Regions from separate parts of the Oryctolagus cuniculus genome. Here region 1 is linked to region 2. The links are chromatin contacts, called in public Hi-C maps. All regions are on one chromosome and are shown on one strand. Each heading gives the region's core, a stretch centred on a gene start, on an enhancer-like site or on the middle of the called end of the contact. The rest is flanking DNA. Distances are from core to core; before and after follow the strand shown. Region 1 overlaps FAM76B (family with sequence similarity 76 member B). Region 2 overlaps FAM76B (family with sequence similarity 76 member B).

What was found. Hi-C and Micro-C count contacts between places; a contact is called where the count stands out from the background.
Region 1: a Hi-C map of embryonic fibroblasts shows a contact between it and region 2, with 2.0 times the contacts expected there. The contact joins two enhancer-like sites. A contact is called at or near these places in 2 of 6 Hi-C or Micro-C datasets (embryonic fibroblasts and an unstated tissue).

Annotation. Positions count from the first base shown.
Region 1 is chr1:87,105,122-87,112,120 of mOryCun1.1, reverse strand. The region is part of intron 13 of FAM76B (family with sequence similarity 76 member B); the gene reads left to right. Among named protein-coding and RNA genes, the nearest start is that of FAM76B, 100 kb to the left of the region's middle. Within about 2 kb of position 2,215, at least 2 of the 8 cell types and tissues checked have an H3K27ac peak or open chromatin away from gene starts, as enhancers often do.
Region 2 is chr1:86,947,581-86,955,118 of mOryCun1.1, reverse strand. The region is part of intron 18 of FAM76B (family with sequence similarity 76 member B); the gene reads left to right. Among named protein-coding and RNA genes, the nearest start is that of FAM76B, 260 kb to the left of the region's middle. Within about 2 kb of position 5,183, at least 1 of the 8 cell types and tissues checked has an H3K27ac peak or open chromatin away from gene starts, as enhancers often do.

The DNA.
Region 1 (6,999 bases), core at 966-3,465, 160 kb before region 2:
TGAAATAACTGGAAATGACAAATAGCAATGTTTTATTTTATTATTACTGTAAATCAGTAGTACAAAAAGGATGTTGGCTTGGTAGGTCAGACTCATTAGTCTTCGAGTTTCCTGGAAGTCAGAGATTTTTAAAAATCAGAAGGGTATTGAGTCTGAGTCTTGAGGTTGCCTTTCTGTTTGGGTGAAGGACAGACTTCAGGGAAAATTTTTGAAAGGCCTCTTATCAAAATGTTTGTCCTGGTTACTCTTGAATGAATGATTTGAACATTTAGGTTCTTTTTACAGGGACGTTTTTCTTTATTGAAGTGAAGGAAGTTAAAATGCTTCAAGAACTGGGCTGCTTTATGCAGCACTTAACATGGTCCTAAGAAGGTACTCAGGATGCATTTGTTGATTAAGAGATTGAAAAGTCACCTCTAATACGCTGCTTAACTCCTTTCTCTATTAATAAAAACAAATGTAATCCTGGCACACAAATGTGTAATCTGGAAATGGGTTTTAGAAATCCACTCTACTGAATAAATGGGCCATTAGAGCCCATTATTACCAAGGTTGAAAGGTACAGTTGTCTGGATGGAGGTGGGAGCTCAGGGATAGGGGCAGGGATAGTTAACTGTTTCAAAATGTTGATGGAGAAAAGAACTTAGCCCTTGTGTTTTCATCTGCCTGATATTCCTACCGGCAGCCTAAATGTCATAATATCTGGAAATTGTCAAAAACTGTGAAGAGTTGAGATTTTGCTTATAAGCCAATAGTTAGACCATTGCAACTTCATAGATGCTGGTGAAAAAAATACTCCTGGGACATAAGCACAGGACTTTATTACTCAGAGAAATAAAAATAGGCAGGCAGAGTATAAGAATTATCTTGTAGTTCTCTCATCTCCAGTTTCCATAGGGTGACATGAAGAAGGCCAGGTGACATCTGCACATGTAGTAGATTGCATGACAAAAAGGAACTCTGAAATTAGGGTATCCAGATTCATTACAATTGCCAGAAGCATGCCTAATAGACACTGTATCTTCCAAGGTGGTTTCTATATAAAGGTCCTTGAAAAGATAGTCCAGGACAAAGGATGTCAGTGCCTCTCATTAGAAGATGTTCAGAAAATGGGTTTCCCATGGAGAAATCATCTTCCAACAGAGAGCTCTTGAAAATACATGGTATCGGCCAGCGCCGCGGCTCACTAGGCTAATCCTCCGCCTGCAGCGCCGGCACACCGGGTTCTAGTCCCTGTCGGGGCGCCGGATTCTGTCCTGGTTGCCCCTCTTCCAGGCCAGCTCTCTGCTATGGCCAGAGAGTGCAGTGGAGGATGGCCCAAGTGCTTGGGCCCTGCACCCCATGGGAGACCAGGAAAAGCACCTGGCTCCTGCGTTTGGATCAGCGCGGTGCGCCGGCCGCAGCTTGCTGGCCGCGGCGGCCATTGGAGGGTGAACCAACGGCAAAGGAAGACCTTTCTCTCTGTCTCTCTTTCTCACTGTCCACTCTACCTGTCAAAAAAATAAAATAAAATAAAATTAAAAAAAAGAAAATACATGGTATCTGTGCCTTCTGGATGCTATCTCATTTCCATGCTTTCTTTAGGCCACCATCTTAACTGAAACATAGTGGTTCTCCCTTTCTTCATTTTCCTGCTTTCAAACCTGGCTTGTAATTACCTAGGATATTTTTGTTTCCTTGAGTGTGTTCCTTGAGAGTTCCCAGGAATTTTTGAAGTCAAGACAGATGACAATTTAATTAGGTTTGTGACAAAAGAAGCTAACTTCTTCTGAGGCCACTAGTGATACTTGATTGACCTTGACATGGGAAGAAGAGAATAAATAGGAAGGAAAAAATGTAGTGAGGCAGAGTGGAGACAGAATGGGCAAAGGAAGGATAAGGGAGAAAAGGGGAGGAGGCGCAACAACTATCTCCTTCCTTCCCAGTAAGAAGGCTGTATATTGTGAGGATGAGCAACAAAGAGAATAAAACTATTTGACAAGAGTTGGCAGCTACTATTTTGGCAACCAGGTTGCTGAGCAGAAAACAAAAGAGAAAAGAAGGAAAGAAAAAAGGAGAGGTGGGGGAACTATTGCACAGTTCAAATCTAACTGCAATAAAATTTTCCTTGGATATTTTTATCTGCCATTTCCAACAGAATCAGGGACAGTATTTAGCATCTATTTATGAAAAGTAAAGCAGTGAGTCATAGAATACTGGTAAGGCTAAGGCCCCAGAGGAAACTGTGTGGGTAGCAAAGAAATTAAGCTTTCATACATTGAACTAGCTGCAAAAGATAAAGATCCTCTCTCACACCCTCTCTCTCATCTATTTAGAATAGTGAACAATTTAAAGGCAATTTGTTGAAAACATGTTATGTAACTAAAAAGTGAATGCTTGATATCCACAATTCTCAGAGAAACTTAAATTAATGTAGACTTTTCTATAGGTGAGAATGGGGTCTCCATCAGTACTACTGGACTTGTTATGGTGCCTATGTCCATGAGGCATCATCTCGATAGTGCTTTTTAATCATCTCAGTTGCACAGCAAACACTGGTATAAAAGTGAAACAACTTGCCCATTAGTAGGTCAGAAACATGAACTAGACCACCTGACTCCAAGTCTAGATTTTTGACATACAGTATTAAACTGTAATGAAATTAATAATGTGGAAACACAAGGGAGAAAGCATGCCAATTCATGCTCTCTCTCCTCAAAAGTTGACCATCTGTATAGAAGGGCTTCTGTGTATGAAAGGCAGGAAGGAGAGATTGCTAAATAATCTGCTCTCAACAACAATATTCTTGGGTCTTATACTTTGATCTCTTAAAAAAGTAGCTGAATTTTCACATGAAACAATGTAATCTTTCTCATTTTCATTCAAGTGATTAAATCTGGTATACTGGAAGTTTTATTTTGAAACCCAGATTTCCTGCAGAATAGCTTTCCTACACAGCAGGTCTTGCACAAGTCATAGAATCCATGGACAGGATGGGATGACGGGTATAAAATGTTACATCCTAGCTGAATGAAAATAATAAATATCAGTCTGTAAGTGGCAACCCAAATCTACTTTCTTTTCAAAAAGAGATAATGAATTAAATTAGCCCTATCCAAAAAAGGAATTCTAGCTAATTTTTTTAAATTCTCCAACCACCAGTATGTCATAGCTAGTCTTACCTAGCACTGTCCTACCTCCTTTCTAAATGACTGCTGCATATGATCTTCTGTTGTTATTGCTCAATAACCATTATTCTACTTTTGTCTTCTCCGCATATTGATCTTATAAATGTTGATGGTCTCAGAGTGGAAATCTCTTATGTGCATGAGATCTGTTACTGTGAACCATGTCTACAAAAATGCTAGATACGGGTGGTGCCGCCGCTCACTTGCCTAATACTCCGCCTGCAGCGCTGGCACCCAGGTTCTAGTCCCAGTTGGGGCGCCAGATTCTGTCCCGGTTGCTCCTCTTCCAGTCCAGCTCTCTGCTGTGGCCCGGGAGTGCAGTGGAGGATGGCCCAAGTGCTTGGGCCCTACACCCGCATGGGAGACCAGGAGGAAGCACCTGGCTCCTGGCTTTGGATCAGTTTAGTGCGCCAGCCGTAGCAGCCATTTTGGGGGGTGAACCAACAGAAAAGGAAGTCCTGTCTCTCTGTCTCTCTCTCACTGTCTAACTCTGCCTGTCAAAAAAAAAAAAAAAAAAAAAAAAGACAGATACGAATAGGTGTTGAATAGTATGTACTTTATGTTAATTTGAAAACAAGTTTGGTGATGGTAATGATGACCTTCTCGGTTAACTAAATGTAAGGGAAGTGATAAATTTATTCCCCACAATCTCTAAGTAAAAGACCTTGGATGCCTTCAAATTTATGAAAGAGAAAAAAAACCTGAAAAAAAGGAAAAATGCCCTAGTCATGCCCTTTCATATGTATAGAGAACATTTCCATTTATATATTCCATCATGATGTGAAGTTCAACATGCCTTAAACCAAATTCTATTTCTTCTCTCAGAGGAGCCCTTCTGATTAGTGTGCCTGTTTCAGATTTATTCTCATAGCTTCCTAAGCTCAAAACCCCTGAGTCATTTATTACTGCCGCCTCTTCCATACACTCATATCAAATCAGTAATCAAGTCCTGTTGTTTCTGCCTTCAAAATAATTTTCATATCTTTCCCTCTCAGTTACCATGGATACCATCAAATCTTGCTTTTTGCTTCATGCCTGGACAACTGCAGTAACTTGCTGAGTCTCTCGGCTCCAATCTACACTGCATCCAGCTGCTGCTGGAATAATTTCTTTTGTCATATCACACCCCTGCCCAAAAACCTTCAGCAGCTCCTCACTGTTTTATTTAAAATCTAGTTCTTTAAAGGAATTTGCATGGCCTTCCATAATCTGACCATATTTAAAGAATCCCTGCTAATTTATATAACATCTTTGTGCAGAGGCATCACTTGCAGGCATAGGAAATCTGGTGACTTAGGCTTAGCAAGCTAACCAAGCTTCTGTGTGTACTTTAAAGGCTAGTTGCATCCTCAGGGTATACTCTCTGCTTCAGGGTACACAAGACCCTGGGAGAGCAGGGCATAGGCTGTTTTCAAGTTTCTAAACACACAAAGTCCCATTCAAGACTTACGTTAACCGCCACAGCTGGTGCCCTGCAGTCTGTCCATTCAACCTGATTTTTTTAAATTATTTATTTATTTGAAAGTCAGTTACACAGAGAGAGGCAGAGAGAGAGAGAGAGAGAGAGAGAGATCTTCCATCCGCTGATTCACTCCCCAGTTTTTACTCCCCAATTGGCTGCAAAAGCCGGAGCTGCAGGGATCTGAAGCTAGGAGCCAGGAGCTTCTTCTGGGTCTTCCTACATAGGTGCAGGGGCCCAAGGACTTGGGCCATCTTCTACTGCTTTCTCAGGCCATAGCAGAGATCCGGTTCAGAAATGGAACAGCTGGGACTCAAACTGGCACCCATATGGGATGTTGGCACTGCAGGCTGCAGCTTTACCTGCTGTGCCACAGCGCTGGCCCCTGATTTCTCTTTGCACATAAATCAGTCCTTTTCTCAGACAACTTTGTTTTCTCTGAACATGCCATGCTTAATTTTACCAGTGTCCTTTAACTCACTTTTTTGCATTTCCTAAAATATACTTCTGCATCCTCATAGCTGGGCAATTCCTGTTTGTCCTTTAAAATTCATCTCAAATATTACTCTTCTGGGAAACCTTGTCTAATTAGTCTAAAAAATCTGACCTTCATAGTTCTTGTAGCACTATGTCCATCATGTTACAGTATAGAGAGGTCAAATATGATAACACACAATTCAGATAAGCCACAAAGTATACACTCTAGTTTTTTTGGTTACTGGTTTTATCTTGCTCTGGCATTTCTGATAATGTTGTAAAACAATAAACTTTCAAATTCAAGGTATTAGCTTTGTCTCTTTTAAAAAAATAAGCTGATACTTCAAATGTTCAAATTTTCCTTTCTAGGGAGTCGATAGAGTCTGAGAGCAGGGGAAGGTTTGGATGAGTCTGTGGTGAAGAGGTGGGTGATTTCCATGTAGTCATTTGTTTGGTGCTCTGTTCAAGTTAATGTTACTTGGCCTTTGGGCATCAACCTCTTTTCCCAGTAAAGCTGGTAGACAGCATCTGGCTGATGTAACTCGGGCTCTTTCCTCCAGGATGGGTGATGCATAGTGTTGGCTCCCAAAAAGCTTAGCCATTGACCCTTGCTAATTAGGTCCCACAATAGCTCTTGTGATGTTTCAGATTCCCTATGACTGCATTTCATCCTGGGTTGGCCTGTCTTTGCCTCCGCTAAGCTCCAGGATCTTTCAGATTCCTACCACCACATATAAACATCTAGGAAGAGTCATGTGCCCCATCTCAAGCTTGTCGATGCATACACATCTCTACCAGTAATTTTTTGCTCTGCTGCATCAAGGCCAACTGGACAACCTGGGAAAAGAAGACGCCCATGGATTCTGCCTCTATGTGTCTGGGATTTTGGTGGCAATCTCTGTTGTTCAAAAACACTTCTGTCTCTGCATCCAACTGGCCTCTATGTTAGGGATATACTCAGGATCATCCTCTCCTTTATCTGTTCTCCTTTAGATCTCCATGTCTTATCTGGTGTCCCCCAGGTCAGAGGTCTTTCCCCTTTTCTTATTTCTTGGGTGGATGGAAATTTCCATTAAATTGTAATTCCTAAATTTCTATATAGAGCTTATAGTAAAAAATAAAATATAAGATTGTATTTTTGTAATTCCATGTTTTGCCCCTAATATGAAAAGGTTATTAAGTTTTAGAAACACCTTTATATCTAAGAAATCCCAGAGTTTCATGACTCTAGTTTTGTCCTGGACTTCATGATCATATCTTTGAAATCAAAAGCCAACCAGTGCTCTTTCTTCATGTTCTAGTTGTAATAACATCTTCCTGAGATAATAGTACATCTGGTTCTATAGAGGATGATGTCATCTAAGAAGCAGTGAAAAAGAAAATGATTAATATATTACAAAAATATTATGTACTGTTAAACCAACACCAACACTTATACTGAATTGTAATGACAGGTTCACTGGGCTGTCTTTTCTTCTAAACTGAAATTCTCCCATGGGGACTATTTTTCTCAACTTTTGTCGTAATATGAGTAAAACAAAAGCAGGGTTTATGACTACCTCCAGTTCTCCTGTGGTCTAGTGGAGAAGATGAGGGAGGATCTCACAGGAAAAAAATATTATAACTTCATATTCTTAAGCAGGGTACAGGTAGAAAGGATGGATGAGCATCATTCTAGAAGCTCCTGTATTCCTAAGGTACTGGGTCTTAGAATGATTGGTCAGACAAGAATTTTCAGTCTTGCCAGTAAGTCTCCATGGAGGCAAGAACTAGTTGTATGCTCTGTGCTTCAGACTGCTTCAGAGAGAAAACAACAGACCTCTTATTTATATGCCTTTGGCTAGGAGTAGTGCTGGTTTTATGGATAATGCACATGTATCCAAAGACAGGGATCCC
Region 2 (7,538 bases), core at 3,934-6,433:
AAGAAATTGAGCCCTTTCAAACACTGCTTGAATATTCCCGCCCCTTCATCCCCAGCCATATCCATGTGTGTACTGTCTAGGGGCTCTTTCACCCTGCAGGTCTCACACTTCCAGCTGTCTCTGCCTATATTTGGAATTATGGCCTTTGGATTTCATTTTGGCATTTGTATGTTTCTGCTCTTCCTTTGGTAGACAGAGAAATTATCTTGTTTGTGAGTAAGGCTATGTCTTTTTAACTTGTTCCATATTTATCTTTGCTGGATTTGAATAAGGAAGGGAACTCACAACTCCATTTTGACAAGAAGCCCTGGTTCACACTCTTACAACTACATCATGTACCCTTGGATTGTACACTTACTCTGCTATAATTCAGTCCATTCTTCCCATCTCATCTGCAAGGCCTGACTGTTAAATTCCTTGCTGGAATCGCATAGCATATGTCTACACCAGTACGTTCCTCTCTGTCTAGCAGTACCAGGAAGGGAAGAAATTAGATTCATTTGGAGATTTTTCCTTGGTAGACTTACACTGTTTTCAAGCAATTGTCACTATCTTTGCTCATGCTATCAAGACATCTATTTAATAATTTATTTTAGATTTTTGCCAAGAATTAATAGCAATCTCACTGGGCGACCCCTCCTGAGATCTTTCTCAGCTCAGAGAGTGTATACTTAAAAATTTTTGAATTCTCATTAATTCCCACAATTATTAAAACTACAAACTTGTGTCAGTGATCCAAAACTGGAAGGGAAGCTAAAATGTAAAGAAACAATATATAGATCAGAAAGATCTTCACAAGGTAAAACAAGAAGTATCATGTTCAGAAAAGGGAAGGCTAACATTTGCAAACACAGGAGGCTCAGTAGAAGAGCACACACATTGGTTTGTAGAATGAAGATCACCACTGACTAGAATTATGAGATTTAAAATTCTTATAAAAATAGGATCCTATACTCGCAGTTCTTTAATGTCTCCCAAGGTTGAAGAATTCTGTCTTTCCTTCCCATTGTATATAGAGTAAATGACATTTGTGGGGAGGGTGTATGTAGGTGAGTAAAATAGTTTTGACTAGTCCTTGTCTTCTTATGCCTTTTCTTTCCAGAAATTTCCTTTTGCTACTTCATAGTAATTCTGCCCAGCCCCTGTGGTTCAAGGGAACTAATTATTTTCCCCCACCCACTGGATCCCTGGAAATGGGTGTTTGACCTAATCTGTTGGACCAGGATCCTCCACGCTCATAGCTATTGTGATTAGCACACAGATGTCTGTGAGATATGCAGCAGCTGCAGCAGCCTTCCCAGGACCTTTAACTCGCTGGATTCAGCTGTGCCTAAAGTCTCTGGGTGAATTTTAAATTAATCCAGTCGTAAAAATCAAGAGAATTTGAGTTGAGGTGCTGTGATTTGTCACTGAAAGATTCACCACCAATACTCAGCTTCTTACAAAGGAAATATTTCCTAACATTCAGAGCTGAGCAAAAATGGGGTGTCTTTTTCCCTAGAGGTTATCCAGTAGCAGGAGAATCATATCTGCACCAAATGCATTTGTCCACCACCTAAAGGTCACAGTACTCTGCTGATCTCCAAATCCTTAAGTTCTAGGTTAGAGTATAGTTCTTCCTGCCAGTCCCAGTGGGACTCTACCTGGTGCTGAGGGATATGCAAGTCCATACTTTCTCCTGAATGAGAAGTAACGGATGGGGATGGTTGTTGGATAAGCACTATACCACTAAGTAGAGGTTTTTGAAGACAGTATTTTATATATTTTATATAATAATATATAATATATAATAATATATTTATATAATAATATATTTTATATATTCTTTATGACTCTGTACTTGATGCACTTTCATCTTAAGAAATAAAGATAGAACAAGTCAACTTTAAAATTGCTTTTCATAACCTATTTTCCTTAAACTACATCCTCGTCCCTGTCCCATCTCTAGGGTTCAAAGATAGTTACTCTAATCCTCATTTCCATTGGGCCTAACTCTTTATTCACTTCATATCTGAGAAGTGATTGTTGGACTTTCTCAATCTTGAGTTTATCTAATTTTGCTGTGATTCCTGCCACAGAGTACGAATTTTTGTTGTAAGGCTTCTATATAGACATTTTAATTCCTGGAACAACTCAGATCAGAAGAGGTTGAATATTTCCTTCTGTTTCTCTTGAAAAACAGTGGTCATAGTGCCTGTGGCTTGTGAAGTTTTATGGGAAGCTGTGAAGAGAGGCTGTAGTATGAAAGGATGCTGATTAAAATCCTACATACATTATGTATGAATCTGCACTTTTTGTGACCTCCTCTCCTGGAACTGTCCCAATCCAGATTACCCCAGGCTGAGCTGTGAAACGCAGAAAACTGCAAACCTCTTTAATTGGGGAATTAGGAAGTTTCAAAACACCAGGGCAGGGAAGCTTGTCAAGGCTTTAAGTTTCACAAATGTATAAGCCAAGTTCTTGTGCAAATGCCATGCTCTACCCTGAGCAAGCAAGAGAGCTGCCACCACTACTGAGTATGTCAGCCTGGAAACCTGTCAAGAGTAGGGATTGAGGGCCCTTATATTACAGTCCTTATGAACCCAGTGAAATTAGGAAAATTCTAAACGCATGGAATAGAGTTCTTTGAACTTATAAAAGATAGATTTTCTACTTATCAGCCTTAGCAAACACAAATGAAGAGGTGTTTAATATAAAGAAAGGATAGGAGTAACATAGAGAGAACAGATGCTTTTTTTCAGGCACATTTAAAATTTTCAGAACTAGCTGGTTTGGAATTCTGGAAGAAGCTTTAATCTTTTGATCTGGTAAAAGGCAACTTGAAAGGTATAGAGACAAAAAGGGCTGCATGTCTTCTCTAATAGCTGAAAGTTCCCATTTGGTGACAAGGGGATGGTTTAAATCAGGCAAGGCATGCAACAATAAATTACTGAACCACCCACAATCTCTACTCAGCTTCCTGCGCCAGGAGTTCAGCCTGGCAGGTGCCCTTGCTCTCGGAGAACAACTCAGAGAAGGTCCAGCTAAGGCAGAGGTTTGGAAGTGGTAGTAGAGGCAGGGAAGCAAGGTGCCAAGGCTTGTTCCATATAAACATGCCTCCCCACTTGGGGCAATAGAGAACTTTCCTTGGAGACCTGAATACATATGAATCAGAGACAAACATCAAATCTCTGAGAATACAATTTGGAAAAACACATTTTGGCTTTTCTACAGATTCAAAGCATATCTGACCCAATTCCTAACATCATTATATATTCTGTAATCATTATCTGTCTGAATTTTATATGCACTTTATATTCTGTTATAGGCATTAGCTTAGCAAAAGGATTCATGGAGAAATTCATTCCATCTTTTTCTTCAGTAATAATTGCTGAAAATGCCAGGTGTTCTACAAGGTGGTCAAGAGAAAAACTGATCAACCCTGTTCCTCTCTGAAATAATTAAAAAATTAGTGGCAAAATCACAAACACAAAAATAATTAAGGGTTCTAGATAAATGTTATTGACTCATTCCTCAAATCCTTTTAAAATGATAATAAAGAATTAGAGATGTTAAGCCACAGGGGCAAAAAGTGTAGGAGAAGAGACAACAGTAAGTGAGCAAAGAATTGGAATAAAAGCAGATAGTGAGGTGGCTTTAGAGGAAAAGGAGTAATTACAACTCGAGATCCTGCTGAGTTGAAAGGATGGGAGAGATTTGCCCACACATTGTTACTAATGCATACTGGGGACTGAATGATAGGAACACTGGTCATAGTTACTGACCCTACTTTAAATTCATGACCACCAGCCACTACTTGGAAATTTTCAGTGCTGTTGGCCTTGGATGGTGGCTAACTGTACACCAAATGAATTCCACTTATTCTAGTCACAGTGGAGAATGTAGGGAAGCATATGAGAAGGTTCTGTGATTGGTTTGCATGGCAGAAGGTACCTGGTTCTATTTGTGTCTAAACTGAAGTCATCTGATTTGGTTTTCATCTTCCATTGTCCCCTGTGTTAGGCTTGGTTACAGCAAGGCTGAAAAAAGAAAAGAAAGAAAGAAAGAAAGAAAGAAAGAAAGAAAGAAAGAAAGAAAGAAAGAAAGAAAGAAAGAAAGAAAGAAAGAAAGAAAGAAAGAAAGAAAGAAAGAAAGAAAGAGAAAGAGAGAAAGAAAGAGAGAAAGAGAGAAAGAAAGAGAGAGAAAGAAAGAGAGAAAGAAGGAACTGTGGAAAAACATGCTTTCTTGTTTGCATAAAATAATTAGCTGAGCACAAATGGGAAGCAAACCAAATAGTTAGGGAGTTCCTGTTGTTTGCCTCCTTTCCAATTCTGGACTGTAGTTTCCAAAAGCAACAGGAAGGCAGTTTTGCCCCAAGAATTTTCAAACCACATAAACCACTCCAAATTCCCTTTGATATGGCCCAGCTCTCCAATGTTTTCCAAGAACTCAGCTCAGCTTGCTTTGCTTCTGGACGTCATGAAGCACAGCAGGTCTAAATGGAAAGGTAAGTTCTCAACCCCATGATCCCATGGAAGCCTCTGAGCCCGTCAGATAAAGGACCCAGAGTTAGTTTTACTTGGAATTTTCCCTTGTAACCCCAACCATAAAATGTTGAGTTGTGCAACTAGAGCTGGTCAGTGGGTGGAGTTTCCATTCCTGCTTTTTTTGGCTAATTCAATGAGAAACAGATTCAATATTCACAGCTCTGCCCCCAGTCATTTTTGCAGAAGCCAAAATTTGTCAGGTTGTCCATAGAGACACATGTAATTTTACCAAATATCTGTGGGAAACTTTCCAAATATGTAGAGGTGATATGAGCACCAGATCCAAATTGGCATTAAAATATATTTTTATCAATTAGTGTATGTTTTCTTATTCTTTACTAATTTAGTTATTTGGAAAGATGAAGAAAAATATTGGGAATGTATAATTGATGGTATTGATGATTAACTAATAGGATGCATGTAACAAGGAAAGGGAGGAGATTGAATTCTCAGGTTTCTAATTAGAATGTTCTGGTAGGTGGTGGAATTAGAAAATTCTAAGATGAATATACTGGAGTGAAAGATACTACATTATTGAGGACATTTGTTCTTGTAGTATGGGAGGAACATTTGAATGGTTAGAGTACAGAGAGGAATATGCTGGTTGGGGCTTAGGACAGCTATGACCTGGAGGCCCTCTGCCGGCATGTGGTGATGAATACCACCATCTTGTGGTGTAGGTGAGATAGGGAGCAGATGAGACAGTCTGGGGCTAATGAGAAGGGCAAGTGGCAATGTAGAGTTGGGCAAGTGAAAAGGAATTCATAAAGGAACATCTAGAGAAGTAGGATGGAACCTCAAGGGGAAATGAGAAAATGAAGCAGGTCAGTAGAGACATTTCCAAGAAATTAATTGTGAAAGGAATGAGCAACATGGCAGGGCTATGTAAGTGGAACTGATTGAAGAGAGAGGATGGGAACTTCTCTATCCAGTTGCCTTTTATAAAGGAAAGTAACAAACACTGTGGATAATTATATGGCAACAGGCTCAGCTCTTAGAAAAAATACAACCTTGTTTAAATCCAGCATTCTGCACACTACACATCAACACCCTTGCAGCTTAGCATTGTTAGAGAAAAACACAGAATTATAGTGATGGCTTTCATTTTAGTCTCAAGTGGAATCATAATTCAGCCCACTTACATTCCTAACTTGATTACTCTCCCTTTCTCTTCAATGGCTATTCAATATCTTCTTGTCCCTCAAAAACCCTGCAGTCCCTTCTCCTCCACCCTCATACCAGGTGATGAGCTGACTTCATGTTTCACTGAAGAAAGAAAACAACTTGAGAGGAATCTACACGAACCGCAGACCACACCTCCTTATGGGTGTATGTCCTCGGCCTTCATCCTGGTTATTCCAGATGCATAGCTCGGGCTCCCGTGCAGCCTCTTAGCTTCCTCTCAAGATCCTATCCCATGTCATCCAGATCCATCTCCAAGCTTCCCACAATTTCTCTGACAATCAAACACCCATAAGGATAAAACGTGCCAGCATAAGCTGTTTCCTGAACCAACATCTATTCTGACTGTACTTTGCCTTCTGTCAACTATTTCCAATATTATCCATGAATATGGCTGAAATTTATTTCTCTAACTCTACTTTGCCTCACTCTCATTGCTCCTGCAATGTATGACTACTTAAAATCTTCTCTCATGCTCTCTGGTTTCTTTCTGGCATACCTTTGCTTCTGCAGTGTCCTCTACCTGGATAATATTTGTGTGGCACTCTGTGAGCCTACCTTCTGAAATCAACCCCCATTCCTGATTCCTCACCAACTCCCATACTGAGAGCTCAGTCATTCATGCATTCATTTTAGTGCACACATGCTTGCCAAGCTCATAGTAGGCATCAGGCATCATGTGAGGTGCTGGTGAAACAGTTGTGAGCAAGACAAACACAATTAAATTCTTCCAAGAAAAATTCCGGGCTCCCCACACTGGAATAGGTTTTCTTTCTCTGATATCCCTTTATATTATCTGAGTATATTTATCCCTCATCTACCTTATGTAATATCATTATCTGTTCATGTTTGAGTCCTATTCAATAGACCTTGAGTGCTTTAAGCTGAGACATGCATTATTCAGCTTTGTTAGAAAAGATGACCATATGAAATTGCACAGTTTTAACCATCAACAGTATAAACCTTTTAGAAAGTAAGAACTTTAATGAATGGGAATTTAAAAATATGTATCTTACAAGAGCAAAGCTTTTAATATATCTGGTCTTGTAGTTGCCAAATTTCTGGTATTTTCTATGGCAATTCTAATTCAAGCCATTCTCATCTCTTCCATCATCAGAATATGGAACTTATATAGTATATTGATTTTCATTTCTGAAAACATGGTTCTGTCTCATATATCCCAACTTCTTCTGAGGGACTTCACAAATCTTCCCATTGTTTAAATGTTACTTTTTCTGGCCCATGCTTGATATTAATCAGTTTTTTAAATACTTTAGACTTCAGTTCCTTAAGTATAAAAATGGGGATGGCAATGCTAACTTCAAAGTTAACAGTGAGTATTAAATAGTGTGTAAAGCATCAGTCTTACTACCTGGCACACAAGTATTGTTAAATAAATGTTTAGTTCCTTCCTGCATGCTCAGCAGTTAAATTACTTTTCCAAAACATATTAAACCAATCAGTAAGTTATTTGCATGTATTTACTTTGGCTGGCACTGCAAAAACAGTGGATACAGATGAGCACATTAAGGTCCTTACAGTCTTACTACCAAGACAGTTTAGAGGGCAAATAAATGCTGATCTGGGTGGAATTACAAAGAGTCCCAAACAGAATTTAGAAGAGAAATAAGAACCAGTGAGATTTCTCTGCATTAGGAAAACATGGTACTAGAATTCAATGGAAAGCTATGTGATAGCACTCCAGGAAAAGAATGGCTTTCATTTTATGTTCCTCCTGAAATATTCAGCTATGATGGGAAGGATGATGAGACTCAGATCAGGTCCTGAGATCAAGAGTAAATTGAGTGGCTCACTAGGCTAATCCTCCGC